3 separate regions of the Mus musculus genome follow, and all the other regions are linked to region 1. The links are chromatin contacts, called in public HiChIP or PLAC-seq and promoter capture Hi-C maps. All regions are on one chromosome and are shown on one strand. Each heading gives the region's core, a stretch centred on a gene start, on an enhancer-like site or on the middle of the called end of the contact. The rest is flanking DNA. Distances are from core to core; before and after follow the strand shown.

Region 1 (4,632 bases), core at 1,003-3,502:
CAGGATCATAAATGTGGAAAATTGAGAAAAACATCTGGAGGGAGATTCAGATTCCATTACACTCCAGACTGGTGGGTGACTGGGCTCCCTTGTCCTTTCCAGGGTCCTGCCAGGCTGGGGACCAGTCTCTTTGGAAGGTACTGTAAGCCAGCTAGGTGAATGGCCCAGAGGAGAGAGGAGCCCTTCCTTAGGGAAGGGCTTAAGGCTGGAGCAGGAAGGGCTTAAGCCAAGTCTGCTGCTACTTTGCCACGATATGTTCTCACCAAGAACTGGTCCCGCTCCTCTGAGTGGCGTAGATGGGAATTAGCCGTGGCTGGAAAGCATTAGTGGCCAAATCAGTCTAAGATGTCCTGCAAAACCACTTTTCTATTTTTTCCCCCTCCCTTCCCTTCTGCCTTGACCATGTTAGGATTCCCTAATCCCCACCAACAGACACACAAGAGACAGCTCCCACACATGTGAGTTCGCTGAGCCTCTGGAACATGTGCCCATACACAAATCACCTCCACCCCCAGCCGAGCGAGCGAGCTATCACGGTGCAGCTGTGTGTCACAAACGCTGGCCAGCTATTTCTCACAGCAAAGCACTTTTTTTTTTTCCTCCCTCCTCCAGAACTAAGTAAGCTGGGGAATGCCCAAGTTTTTCAGCACCCTTAAACATCATGACACTCAGACCTACTGTGAACCGCCTTAGCAGCCACTAGGGCTGCAAGCCAGAGCTTGCATCGAGGTGGGAGAGAGAAGAGATCCAGTCTCCACTGCGAGGCACACAGCCCAGCTGGATGGAGAAAATGCAAGCCAGCCGGCCAACATCACAAGCTGACCAGTTGTGTCCTGTCAGGAAGCCAGCTGCCTCTGAACCCGCCACAGGACTTACTGTATTGTTCTGGGTACAATCATGAAACCAGCCCCAGCCCTGGGCGAGGGGTGGTTTGGAGAAAAGGTTCTCTCCAGGGTCAGGATGACAGGGAAGGGGAAGCGGCTTTTAGGCTAGATCCTGAACAGGAAAGCAAGGAGCCGCCGCCGGGGCACGACCCTTAAACCACGTCGCGTGGAACTTGGAGCATATGGTCAGCTCAGGAAACCGCTGGGGTGCGGGAAGCTCTCCGAGTGCGGTTGCCGGGACTTAAGACTCGGGTTAAAGAGCATAGGTGCTCGCGGGCCAGGAAAGCAAGGGTTTAATCAGGCCCCGATTTGAAGGGAGAACTATGGAAGGAGGCCGGGAGGCACGTGCCTCCCTTCAGTCAGGTTTTCCTACCAAATCGTTGAGTAATTAAGTTAATCGATAAACAGCCAAACTATATGCGCAATGGGAGAGAGCCCAAGAGGAGATGGGGCACGGGGTCAGATCAGAAGCGCCTGCATTCCAAGGACAGGCTTAGCGGTCTCAGGCTCCCCTGCCCAAGAAGCCGGGCTGGGAGCAGAGCTCAGCAGGCCCGGGGCGGGGCACCGCAGACTGGGTTATCCCAGTTAGAGGAACCAGGCTAGCTAGCTGAAACCAGCAGGCTCCCTGTCATGCGGGCTCCGAAGCCTCAAAGGTGGTGAGGACCACAGCCACCTAATGGGTCCCTGACACCGATCCCACTCTCACCCAGCTCAGGGCCTCGTAAGGCTGCAACACTAGCCAATCTGGGACAAGGGACACGGAGTGGTCCCTCCACCGTCCACACGCACTTCACCTGTGCAGGTGAGCAGGCTTCCGCGATGCCTCTCGCTCTGGGGCCATACCGGGGTTTCTCTGATCCTAGAACTTCGAGTTTCCCGGTTGTCGCCTGGACTCAGACTTTCCCCAGGCTCTCAAGTGGCAAGATCGTCGCCCCCCCCCCCCCCCCCACTTAAGTCCCACTAATTGACCATACCCGGCACAAACTAAGGTACTCACAAGGTGATGGTGCCGTTTGGCAGAAGGCCGGGATCTGGAGGTTCGGGGAGATCCCCACCGCCGCACACCACCCTCCTTCGAGCCGGGTTGTGGGCGCCGCCACTTAGTCCCTTGGGCCGCTCCCCAGAGCACTTGCAACCGCGGATAGGGACCGGGCAGCCAGGCGCACCCCGAGTTCCAGGAGCCAGGAGCAGAAGACAAGGCAGCAGCGGCAGCAGCAGCAAACGCGCGGGAGGCACCGGCATCCTGCGTCCCCCCGCGCCCATCAACCCATCGCCCCGCGGGGACCTACAGCGCAGGGGCCGGACGGCTCGCCGGCCGGAGGGACCCGGGCGTGCGGGAGGAGTGCTCAGCGGGAGTCCCGGGCGCCCGAGGGCGGGGCGGGGGGCCATGGGCGGAGGCAAGCCTCGGGGTCCCCGCTGCTGCGCTCCGGGGGCATGGCTTGCGAGCACCCGGGCCGGGAGGGACGCGGGCGCCGCTGACAGCGCAGCGCGGGTGGCCCCCGGCGGCGCGGCCGGAGTCTCAGCGCAGCGCTCCGAGCCGACGGAAGCTTGGTCCCTGCGCGTGGCCGGCTCGCCCTGCGCGCGGCTGAGACCTAGCGGATCGTGCCGGGCTCCTGTTGCTGCCGCCGCCGCTGCCGCAGCTCCGTGCCATGGATGGGGGCAGCTAGGCGCCGCTCAGCTCCCGCCGCCAGCCCCCGCCCGCCTCCATCACCGCCTCGTCACTCTGCGAGGCCCTAGCGCCGCCTGATACCCTGCCAGGCGGCTGCCCTCCTTCAAGTGCAAGCCTAGAAGACAGCTTGAGCAGACACCCACTCCTATACCCCATCACCTACCCTGAACCAAGACTGTTGTCCTGTCACGACTCTTTCTACTAGCCAGGACTTTCTCTCTCTACCGCCCAGCTCAGACTTGTAAGGCAACCATCACTTTCCACAAAAAAAAAACGCTCTCTCATCCAGCCTACACCCCTCTTTCTAGGACTTTCGTTGAAGTTCTGGTTTGGCCTGGGAAGTCTGGTGCTCCGGGTTAAGGGGTTGAACTTAGCTCAGGATCTAAGGTTTCTCTTTGGCCCCTGTCGCGATGAGCCGATCTATAAGTTGACTCTCACAGTCCTGTTCCCACCCCTCAGACTTGGATTGAAGCCACAGCAGGAGGGCACAAGACTGAGACAAGGAGGCCATAGATCTTACCCTGTGAGCATTGACCTTGCCCAGCGGGAGGTGCATGTCATTAGGCCAAGGAGAGGTCAAAGGTTAAGGCAGACACTGCCAAAGCTATCCTCCTGTTAACACTGTGTGTGTGTGTGTGTGTGTGTGTGTGTGTGTGTGTGTGTTGGGGCAGGGCAGTAAATGAGTAAGGGGAAAATAAGAGAAGGCCCAGGGATCTATATTAGGGTGTGGGCAGACTCTACCACCAGCCAGGGTATCGCAGTATAGGTTTCAGCCCCCCTCCATGTCTTTTATTAGCTGTTTGACTTGACACAGCATGTAACACCTAGGGGTGTGTAGTCTATTGAGCCTTGCTTGTAAACCGTGGCCAGAGAAGGAGGAAGAAGGGCCAGTCCTAGGTAGGATCTGGCTTTTGACCACTGGGGAGTCAAAGTGCCTATGGACATGACCTCAAAAAAGCAACAGTAACAATGACCAACAGCTAATGCCTGTGGGTGTTAGAGGTGCTGCAGTGCCAACTGAAAAGAAGGTTGGGGTTAGAGGACCCAGGATGCTGCCTCCCAGTTTCCCCAGAAACCATCACTTTTTTTTTTTTTAAATCACTCAGTAGAACCTTTATTGCTATGTAGCGGGAGAACTTCAGGATTGGGGCAGAACCCCTCCTGCTCATGACCCTCCTGTGCCAACAGAGTAACCCCACCTTGGTCCTACTGAGGTGCTCAGTGCCTTTTCTGCCACTGTGGCCTGTGAGCCAGATCTCCCATCTCCTTTCCAGGGAAGTAGCCTCTCTCAGGCCTGATGGCCCCAGCCGCCAGCTTCTTAGCTTTCTTCCCTCATTAGAGTCCCTGGTCAGTCCCTGTTGCAGGTTCTGTTTCCTTGAGCTTCCAAAGATAAATAAATAGTGGTTGCAAATGGAGGAACTGAGAAATGGAATGGACACTCCCAGCAGGAGCCTTAGGCAGGCCTGGTGGAGGCTGCATTCCTCAGGAAAGGGGCCGGTGATGGGCAGAGAGACCAGGCACAGACCAGAGCACTGCCAGGGCCAGAGAGCGGGAAGAGCTGAGGGGCCTCTGACTGAGTCACAGCTTCCCTGTGATTTCCTTTTGCTAAAAGACAAAAGGCTCAGGAGAAAGTCTCTTGTCCCATGCACCCTCTGAGGCTCACAAGTTACAGATGACATTGCCAGGCTGTTGCGGGGAGGTACACTGTAGTGGGCTTGAGTTTCCTGATGGGGACATTTACACAGCACTCCTGTTCGGATGGGCATCATTTTGACTTCTGCGCATCGGCCAGAATGTGGGGTTCACCTCCATTTTGTATCTAGGGAGGAAGAAACTTGAATTTTGAAGTGCAGGGACAGTCATTTTCCTTTGAAATCCTTTCTAAGTGCCCCACAGAGCTGCTTAACACGTTTCCCCAAAGTCATATTCTCCTGCCTATACTTGTGTGGGAGTACAGTTTTTGTGTGTTAAAAGGCTGCAACCTGGTACTCACTTACATTTCCCGATACTTGGAGGACTTACTGTGACTGTGTCTTTTAACACAACCATGGTCTCAGGTACCCAGGTTGGCCTGTGCCT
Region 2 (4,479 bases), core at 1,902-4,401, 1.3 Mb after region 1:
GTCTGCATGGTGTCTCTGCTGCTTTCCTGTTGCCAGCAGGCCAGTGGATTAACTGCAACACAGACCTGTGGCCACAGGACCCAAAATATTTATCTCATCTCTGCACTAGAATATTGAAAGGGAAAAAGTAGAAGCCTGTTTCATAGTTTACCTTTAACACACACACACACACACACACACACACACGCACGCACAAAAGAGATGGCTCAGTGGTTAGGAACACATGCTCAGGAAAAGGACTGTGTGGGTTTAATTCCCATAACCCACACCAGGGAGTTCACAACCACCTGTGACTCTCTAGCCTTTGTGGGCACCCAGATATACACAGAGACATACAACTAAAAACAATGAAATAGTGAAAAAAACCCGAAATAAATATTTAACAAAAAGATTTATACGCAAAGAGTAGCTAGAAAACCTAAGTGAACTCTTATTAATGAGAGCTATTATAAATATTTGCCTAAAACTAGCTACTTCCTGGGCCTTTGGATGAACCTAATTTATTCTGTTTGAGGCAGTGTGTTTCTCAAAGTACAGATCCAAACTACTTGCATCTAAATCTCACGGAGCATTTATTTAAAATACAGATGCTAAATACACATACACAGCAGATTCTTCCGTCCTGCCAAAGACCCCCTGAAAAGAGGATTTCGGATACACACCTGCGTATTTGATTACTGTCAATGTATGTAGTGTCTGACTCTTTTATAGCATCCACTAAGATAAAGTTCTCTGTTATCTCCCTTGGTAGGACTATGAACTACTACTATTCATGGTAGATAGTGTGCTAACTACTTTTGTGTTCGAAGTTCAGAGCAGGCACATGGAGTGACCAGAGTTCATAAAGAGGGCCCCTGGATGATGGAGATTTTGGAGCTGCTTCCAAGAGTAACAAAAGCAAAACCACTTTCATGAGGATCACAGTTCAAGGGCCACGGCCATCTTTAGCTACATAATGAGTCTGAGGCCTGCCTGGGATACCTAAGCTACTAGCTCAAAAGACAATGAAAATCGGCTTTACAACTAAAGCAATAACAAAACTCACAAGTCCAAGGTAGATATATTCTAATGATATACTTTGTTTTTTTTTTAAAGATTTATTTATTTATTATATGTAAGTAAACTGTAGCTGTCTTCAGACACTCCAGAAGAGGGAGTCAGATCTCGTTAAGGATGGTTGTGAGCCACCATGTGGTTGCTGGGATTTGAACTCTGGACCTTCAGAAGAGCAGTCGGGTGCTCTTACCCACTGAGCCATCTCACCAGCCCCCTAATGATATATTTTGATGGGTTATGAAAAAAACCGTTATGTTTTCAGATTCCAAACTGCACCCTAAGAAGCCGCATCATTCTGGGGGCTCCGTGTGTAGCGCAGGAGGCTAGCACACCCAAGGCTCTGAAGTTGATCTCTGGCACTGCAGAATAAAAAGTAAGGTCTAAGGCTTGAAGAGCTGACCCGACAGAGCATCTGTTGCTCTTGCATGGGAAGGATTTGGCTCCCAGAACCAGAGTTACCATCACCTGAAACTCCAGTTCCAGGGGATCTGCTGCCTCCTGACCTCCACAGGCACCAGACACACACATTATATACACACATAGTAAAATAAATCTAAAATGTTTTAAAATATCAGTGTTAAGGACACCCTGCTCCTGCCCCCCAAATGGGGGGAGGGTTTCCAGTGTGGCCTAGCGTGACTGCACGCACAATCCCTTGGGACAAGGCATGAGTTTGATTCCCAGGACCCCTACAGTGAAAGGAGAGCTGATACCTGAAAGTTATTCTCTGAATTCTACACATGAAGCAGCACATACATGACACACACACACACACTGCATTGGCTGGTTTTGTGTGTCAACTTGACATAGGCTGGAGTTGTCACAGAGAGAGTAGCCTCCCTTGAGGAAATGCCTCAGTGAGATCCAGCTGTAAGGCATTTTCTCAATTAGTGATCAAGGGGGAAAGGCCCCTTGTGGGTGGGACCATCCCTGGCGGGTAGTCTTGGGTTCTATAAGAGAGCAGGCTGAGCAAGCCAGGTGAGGCAAGCCAGTAAAGAACATCCCACCATGGCCTCTGCATCAGCTCCTGCTTCCTGACCTGCTTGGGTTCCAGTCCTGACTTCCTTTGGTGATGAACAGCAATGTGGAAATGTAAGCTGAATAAACCCTTTCCTCCCCAACTTGCTTTTTCGTCATGATGTTTGTGCAGGAACAGAAACCCTAACACACACACACAGACAAATATATAAATGTAGTAATTTTTAAAGGTCGGAGACCAATATGGGGCTTCATAGCAAGGCCATCACAAAACAACAACAAAAAAAATCACACAAAAAATGGTGTTACATTAACGTGCAGATATTGGTGTGTAGGTGTTGACTTGCAGAGACTATGTGGTTTTTTTAAAAAAAAAAAAAGTCCACGTTTTGTTCCTTCTCAGTTTCTGGGGGAAAAAAAAAATCTCGAAGCCTTGTCTTATAATCAAGTTAGAAACCAGCAAAGCCTCTTGTCTTTCCTTCCCGTGGCACCTGCTAGTCAGGCGCTCCAGCGACAATCCGCATCTCTAGCCCTGCCAGTCTCCAGAGCGCTGGGCTTACGTGAATAGCCACCGCCATCACCCTACATCAACTAGGTCAAAAACAAAAAACAAAAAAGCCAACAAACAAAAACCTCATTTGCTGCCTCTTACAGCATCCGTATTCTGTCAGACTCACCTCTTAGGCTTTAGGGATAACTTTGACAGCCTCTCAATCCAAATAGAGGGAGGGAATGGAGGACAGACAGACAGACAGAGCCTTCAGTCACCCCAGTCCTGCCCACCGGGGTTGCCGGGACCCATGAGGGGTCAGAAGGTCCGATTTTCCTCCTTCAAAGCCTCAGCGCAGGCAAGGCCTCCCGTGCGTGTCCCCCACGCCCCTAGCGCGTGCCCGGCGCGTGCCCGGCGCCCGACGTCTGCCCGCAGGAGGAGCCAGGTCTCGCGCGAGTCCCCCAGTCCTCACCGCACATCTCGCGACACTTCGGAGGATCTTTCTGCGCCTCCGGCTCTCACCGGGAGCGCAGCCTCCGCGGGCGCACTGCTCTCCTCCGCTGGAGCGCTGAGGAGCCCGCGGTGTGGGGATTGGGGCGCGGCCGCAGGCTCCGCCCGTCCGCCCCGCCCGGCTTGGGAGGTAGGCTGCAGCGGCGATGTGGCCCGGGCTCCCTCCGCGAGGGCTGAGAGCGCGAGCGGCGGTGTGGACGAGCGAGTCCAGGTCCGCGCGGGAGCCTGGGCCGGGGCGAGCCGGGGGTGGAGAGGCTCCAGTGTGCACGGTATCCCGGGGCATCCGTGGACGGCTCGGCTGCTCTCCTAGATCCCGAACTCGGAGCCCCGAGCTGGCGGCGGGAGCAGGCCGAGGTCTCGGGAGGATAACGGGGAGGCCCGGGGAGTGTTGGTTCCTGAGCTGTGCGGTCCGACCGTGCCCGGTGCAGCGATGCCGCTCGTCCATCTCCCGTCCTGGGCTTTTGGGTTCTGCTTCTATGTCTGCAGCGCTAGTCCGCCGGGTGCTTTAGTGCTGGGGTCGGTGGGAACTCGCCCGACATCCATCGCCCCGGGGGCAGTTGAGGTCATTTGTCACTTTTCATCCGAAACTCTGGCTCTGCGTCTCGGTGGGTCGATGCGCAGCTATAGCCTGCAGGCAAAGTTTCTGTTTGGGCGTTAAATGTACCAGAGCCCGTATTGAAGCACACTGGGAGGATCAGCCAAAATGGTTCTTAAGCGATTAGTTCTGTTTTCTGTATAGTAAGATTCCAATAGTTATGTAAATGTGTGTGTAATTAGAAATGTACAATAGAGCCTGGGGCCTTAAACCTACCTGTTATTACTGTCTGACACACTAAATGGTTTGTAGTGTGCACACCTGGAGGTAGGAAATTTCCAGCCTTCGCTGGTGCTGCTACTTTTATTGTGAAAATTGTGGTAAAACACCCTGTTGCAATCAGTTTTGACCGTGTGTTTCTTGACATTTCTGGGTTTTCTAAAGAGCTTGTTGTATGATTAGACATTTTTTAGTTTTCTAAGGAGAATTGGAAGCTCAGTATAGAATGATGGAGCTGAACATTTTGTTTCTCTCCCCAAATAATTGTGTGTGTATAAAAATTATGTAGCTTTTAAATATTGCTGTTTTCAAGAACAGCTTCCAAAAATGGTTATTGAGCATATGAACATTACAGTGTTAATAGATGCAAAATAATTCTCCTGATAGTTTTTTTTATTTTGTCTTCTAGAGCGAAATGTCATCGGGGGAATCACACCAGGAGCAGCTGTCTCAGTCAGATCCGTCCCCATCCCCGAACTCTTGTAGTTCCTTCGAACTCATAGACATGGACGCCAGTAGTTCCTATGAACCCGTTTCTCCACATTGGTTTTATTGTAAGGTACTAGATTCCAAGGAGCTCTGGATTCCTTTCAACTCTGAGGATTCACAGCAGCTGGAAGACGCATATGGC
Region 3 (4,896 bases), core at 1,916-4,415, 1.6 Mb after region 1:
AACTCATATTGGAAATACACACGGCTCTCAATCCACTGCTCCTCACTGAAAAGCTGACGTTCAGCTATGACTAAGGGTAAACGCAACATATTTTAAGTAGCTTGTCACTGATGAAGTGTGTAACTGTTCCGGCTGGAACCGAGCCCCAGACAGCAACTCAGGGTCCCCAAACACCCAGCACTCTGGGGTCATCTGGGTCCCCAGAGTGTGTCCCAACTGGGGAAATATGTAAACAAGCCATTAGGGAGGGAGGCAAGCCATCAGCACAGTTGACGGGTATTAGTCGAGCTGAGCCGTTGGCCTTAGGTCACTGAAAGGAAGAGACACCACCCCAGCGTGGGGGTAATTGGCTAGACCTTGGCAGGTCCCAGGGGCCAGCTACTTAGCTTTAAAAGAAGCCCCAGAGAGGAGGAAACCCAGAGCCTGGCCAAGGGAGGAAGACTGGCCACTTTTTGCTCAACCATCTCAGGGCAATGGTTCTACAATTTAGATACTATTCCAAAAAAAGCAATGGTCCGGAGGTGCAAAGACCAGAGCACATCTGGGAAGGAAACAGTCACCTTAATTACCATGTCTAGGGAAAGTGCGATTTCATTACAGCCTCCAAAACTACCGCCCTAAGAAGGAAACCAGAGAAGTGTTTTCAATTTAAAAGACTGGAGAGGGTGAGAGGCACCGGCAAACTATACCCACCCAGCCGCTAACTTTGGATGGACCCTTAGGATGTTTTGTTGCCCCCCCCCCTTCCAAAAGAATGGACATTCCATCCCTGGCCCTGTAGTTATTGTTTAAACGGCAAAAACACTCCATTTTAAGCTTCTGAGGGCTGCAACCCAGGAAACTCACTGAAAACACAAGGTCCCTCTGGCAGTTACAGCACCAGGTATCGCACTCTACTCCCCAAATGGAGGACGGAACACCCCCCCCCAAGATGGACTTGGACGCGTGGCGATAGGTGGGCCCGCGGTGTCCACATGAGACAGATGCTCCAACTATAATTAAAGGGAGAGGCGATACTTGGTTCCAGGACACGTCAGGGCCAAGTTTGGCCCAGACCCACCGACCAAGGCCACCTCTAGTAAGCAAGCGGCTCCCAAGAGGGTCCAGAGATTCTTAAACACCGCCCCCCCCCCGCACTCCCCCCCCCCCCATCGTCGGCCACCAGCAAGAGAGTGAAGGAATCCAAAATCACTTTGGGATCTATAACTTGCTTTTCTCTTCCAATCCCAAAGCCTCTGCTCCACGTCTCAAGAAATGTTAAGGGGTGGTGGTGGCGGTGGTGCTAAAGAATCTCAGTTTTAATTTAGGAGGGGGAGGGGAGGAAGAGGGATGTTTAATAATGTGGCTGCGGTGTACCCGTGTAGGGTGAAACGGAACCAGATGCGGCAGCTACATCTGGGAAATGGGGGGTGGGGTGGGGGAGAAAAACGCCGTCGAAATGCTTTGCAAATGAGTTAATAGCTTCTACTAGGCCCAGAGAAAGAGAACTCCCTCCTGCACTCCCAAGGTGTCCAGCTGCCTCACTGGGTGGGTAACTGTTTATTACAAACCCCATCTATATATTTAAAAAGTCAGTAAATTCCTCTAAAAATATGAGTACTAGGTTGTCTTACCCCGCCGGAGACACTACAAGAGGAGGCACAGGAGGTGTGGAGAGGGGGTCTGGGCCAGAGAAGCAACAAGCGGGCAGAAGAGGGCTCCTCCGCACCGGACAAGTTCTCCTCATTTCCTCCACTTCCCAGAACGATCCAGACCCCGAGACCCCCCACCCCCCGCTTCTCCAGACCCCTTCAAGAGTCCTCTAGGTCTAAGATAAAATAGAACATTACCACCACCACCACCATCACCCCTCAAAAGGGGGGGGAATCTTTGCTCGCTCTCCGCTAAAGCCGATTCAGCCATTTGGTGACGACACCTCCTTCAAACCTATTCCAAGACAAGCTAGCCTTCCCCGCCACTTCCTTTCCTCTTCAACCCCCCAACCTGGACCCCAGACTTGCCCGGAGGTAGGAAAACACTTGAAAAGATCCCAGATGTAGGGTGTTGAGCTTAAAGCCACCGGCTGAAACGGGGTGAATCCGCAAGAGGACCAAAAGATAGATGATGTACACACACACACACACACACACACACCCTCCATCTCCCGGCCCATTCCCGCCCTCCTCCCCAGTAGGGAACACACAGCTTCCGCCGCCTTCTCCTGGGCCAAGAGGGTCGGGGTCTGGACTCGGAGCGCAGCAGCCTCCTCGCTAGCTCCGGAGCGCGAGTTGGCGGAAAAGTTAGGCAGCGGGCAGCAGCAGCGGGCCCAGCGCGCGGGGAGGGGGCGCGGGCAGCGACACTGGCCGAGGGAGGAGGGACAGGGGCGCCGGGGAGGGAGCGGAGTCGGGGGTGGGGTGGGGGATTGGAGGAGGGAGGCGCGGGCTGCGACTGGCGAAGCGCGGGGGCCGCTCGGGACGCCCAGCCAGCCGGCTCTGCGGGCGCCGGCGACTCTTACCTCACTTGGCGCTGCGGTCCCGCCTCTGGAGAGCTCGCCGTGGCGCGGCGGGTGTCTGTGTCTTGCGCTCCCGCCGCTCGTCTCCGGGCTCCGTTCAGATCCTGATGGGGTCTCGAGGGCTCCGCGGCCGAGGCACGACTCCCGGCGGCACTCCGAGCCGGGCGCCTCCAGCCCGGGCGGGAACAATGGAGCCGAAGCTGGTGCCCCGGAGGCGGGGCGGGGGGGAGGGCTCGGGTCCGCCGCCCGGGGTCCCCAGATCGTGCGCCCCCCGCTCTCCAGTACGCAGCGGCGGCGGTGGCGGCGTCTCAGGCTTCTGGCAGCCCGAGTTCCATCACCCCTCCTGGGGCTCCGGCGTGCATTGACTGCAGCACGGCTGTGGTGCGCCCCTGGGACCTGAGAAAAGTCCTCGGTCTCCGCTGCTTTTCCAGCTGCGGCGCGCGCTCGCGGCCGGGAAAGGCGAGGTCGCCGCAATGCGCTAAGCACAGTCTCAGTCCAGTCCGGACGTCTCGGCCCCGCTTCCCTGCGCAGCCCGGGTCCTCTGCACGCAGCGGCTGCACCAGGGTTCCGGCTCCCGTTCCGCGCCGCCCGCAGCGGAGAGCCCCGCCAAAGTACCCGCAGGAGCGCTCCGAGCGCTGTGCGCCGGCGAGGCGCGAGGGCTCGCTCTCTCACTCCCACCCGGCGCTAGTCCCACCTCCTCCTCCTCCCCTTGCAGTTGCCTGCTGGGCCTTGTAGTTCTCAAGCTGCAGCCCCGGAGAAGCCTGGAGCGAGCAGAACTGCTCTACAGTCTGGTCTAACTTGAGTTTTCGCCTGGAGGGCGCCCGAATTTCAGACTGTGTGTAGATCAGCGATTTGGGGACAGGAGTGGAGGGTGGGGAGGGGCGGGTGCCTGGCTATAATTTTGAGGTTGCACTGGGCAACTTGGTCTTTGGTTATCTCTGTGCCTTGGGGTATGATTTTCGTGCTCTAAATCTCGGTTTTCCCGTCTCTAAAAGGAATAAATAGGACCCTCACATAGCTTACAATATACGAACTGTTTTTATTGATGGATCGGTTGACTTTCCCCCTCAGACCCTTTCCTTGGATCTCAACTTTCCCCAGCCACATAATTTAGGTTTTGTGGTTCACGCTGGAATGGACCCTGCAAATTCTACAGTGCTGTTCATGGTAGCCTTAGAAATCACCAGCTTTCAGGAAGCAACCGAAGAGAGGAGGGGTTTTTGTTTTTTTTTTTTTTCGGATGGGGGGGGATGTTTGTTTACTTGCTTGCTTGTTTTGTTTTGTTTGCCTTAGGAATTAATCAGAGTCAAACCAGAGCCTCCACAGTATACTATGAACCTCAAAGAAAATCGCTGAAATGCCCTTCCCACCAGGTCCCTCCACAGAGATGTTAATCTGTGGCTCTTTAATCCAATGAGTCCAGTGGACGTGAATCATATTGAGATTGTTAAAAAATAAAAATTTTTGATCCTGCTTGGACATGAGAAATCCCGATGTTTTGATGAAGCATGCTAACAATTCTGAGACAGCCAGTGGGGCCTTCGCCTCGTTGCAGGAGCTCACTTTCCAGCAGTCTAAAATGATGATGTACATATGCAATCCTAGCCCTGGAGGGTCAGAGACTTAAGATCACCGTTGGCCACATAGGGACTGAGACGACAGCCTGTGCTTACAGACCCTGTCTCAAACAAATCAAACACAGGGGTTGGCGATGCAGCTTTGACAAAGGCAAAGACAGTGCTTTGATTCCAGCACACTCTAGACCTGACTAGGTGGTTGGTACCTGTTGGTTTGCTGCATAGCAGTGGGGTGGGGGCTCTGCAAATTTTCCTGGTGACTGTGATGTGATGTCTACTTGGGGACCACTGGAAGGGTGGAATATGTCACACTAGGTGTGAATTCCACCACTCAAAGACTTTGGGCATGTCACGAATCTGATAAGATCTAGTCCCTCTATGGGTCTCCCCCATGAGAAGCAGACTGAATGAATGTAAGTGTGCCAAAAGGGTCACACATGTGAAAGCCATCATGAGGGGGACTGTTCTATTCCGCTTCCACAGAGCAAGCCATGACAGCTTGAATACCAAACAATCCAACTCTTCCCTCCACATTGAAGACTAAGAGTTTCTAAGACAGTTTTCTATGTGACCACCAGGTGAAAAAATGGGAAGCTACGGAGATATTATCACATTTGTTTATCTCCAGTAAAGGGTGGAGGAAAAAGAAGAAGGGCTATTGATGAGTTTATTGGTGTATTATTGGTTTATTGGGTTGGTTTTTGTTTGTTTGTTTTGTCTTTGCTTTTAGAGATAGTCTTATGCTGTAGCCCAGGGTAGCCTCAGACTCAAGGACTCTCCCACCTTTTGCCTCTTGCCTCCTGAGACAACAGTTTGTAAGACACCACC

The links. HiChIP or PLAC-seq counts read pairs in DNA pulled down with a chosen protein or histone mark. Capture Hi-C pulls out chosen DNA fragments and counts their contacts.
Region 2: a contact with region 1 is called in an H3K4me3 HiChIP or PLAC-seq map of stem cell-derived neural progenitor cells, with 4 times the contacts expected there. The contact joins the promoter of Ddhd2 here to the promoter of Adgra2 in region 1. A contact is called at or near these places in 4 of 39 promoter capture datasets (the 3T3-L1 cell line, frontonasal cranial neural crest, hippocampal neurons and 1 more), 2 of 115 datasets of contacts at active chromatin or transcription factors (large pre-B cells and stem cell-derived neural progenitor cells) and 1 of 9 other capture datasets (liver).
Region 3: a promoter capture Hi-C map of adipose tissue shows a contact between it and region 1. The contact joins the promoter of Fgfr1 here to the promoter of Adgra2 in region 1. A contact is called at or near these places in 1 of 484 Hi-C or Micro-C datasets (embryonic stem cells) and 1 of 9 other capture datasets (adipose tissue).

Annotation. Positions count from the first base shown.
Region 1 is chr8:27,083,461-27,088,092 of GRCm38.p6, reverse strand. Adgra2 (adhesion G protein-coupled receptor A2) reads right to left here and starts at 2,252. Exons shown (of 19, transcript NM_054044.2): 1 at 1,882-2,252. The coding sequence starts at 2,147. It overlaps Gm39151 (a long non-coding RNA gene), which reads left to right. Exons shown (of 3, transcript XR_870285.3): 3 at 1-1,824.
Region 2 is chr8:25,752,952-25,757,430 of GRCm38.p6, reverse strand. It overlaps Ddhd2 (DDHD domain containing 2), which reads left to right and starts at 3,151. Exons shown (of 18, transcript NM_028102.1): 1 at 3,151-3,245; 2 at 4,258-4,479. The coding sequence starts at 4,264. It overlaps Gm17484 (predicted gene, 17484), which reads right to left and starts at 2,951. Exons shown (of 2, transcript NR_154462.1): 1 at 2,712-2,951.
Region 3 is chr8:25,517,028-25,521,923 of GRCm38.p6, reverse strand. Fgfr1 (fibroblast growth factor receptor 1) reads right to left here and starts at 3,165. Exons shown (of 18, transcript NM_010206.3): 1 at 2,495-3,165. Gm31288 (a long non-coding RNA gene) reads left to right here. Exons shown (of 3, transcript XR_003947368.1): 3 at 1-2,236. RefSeq lists promoters at 3,026-3,240, 3,026-4,000.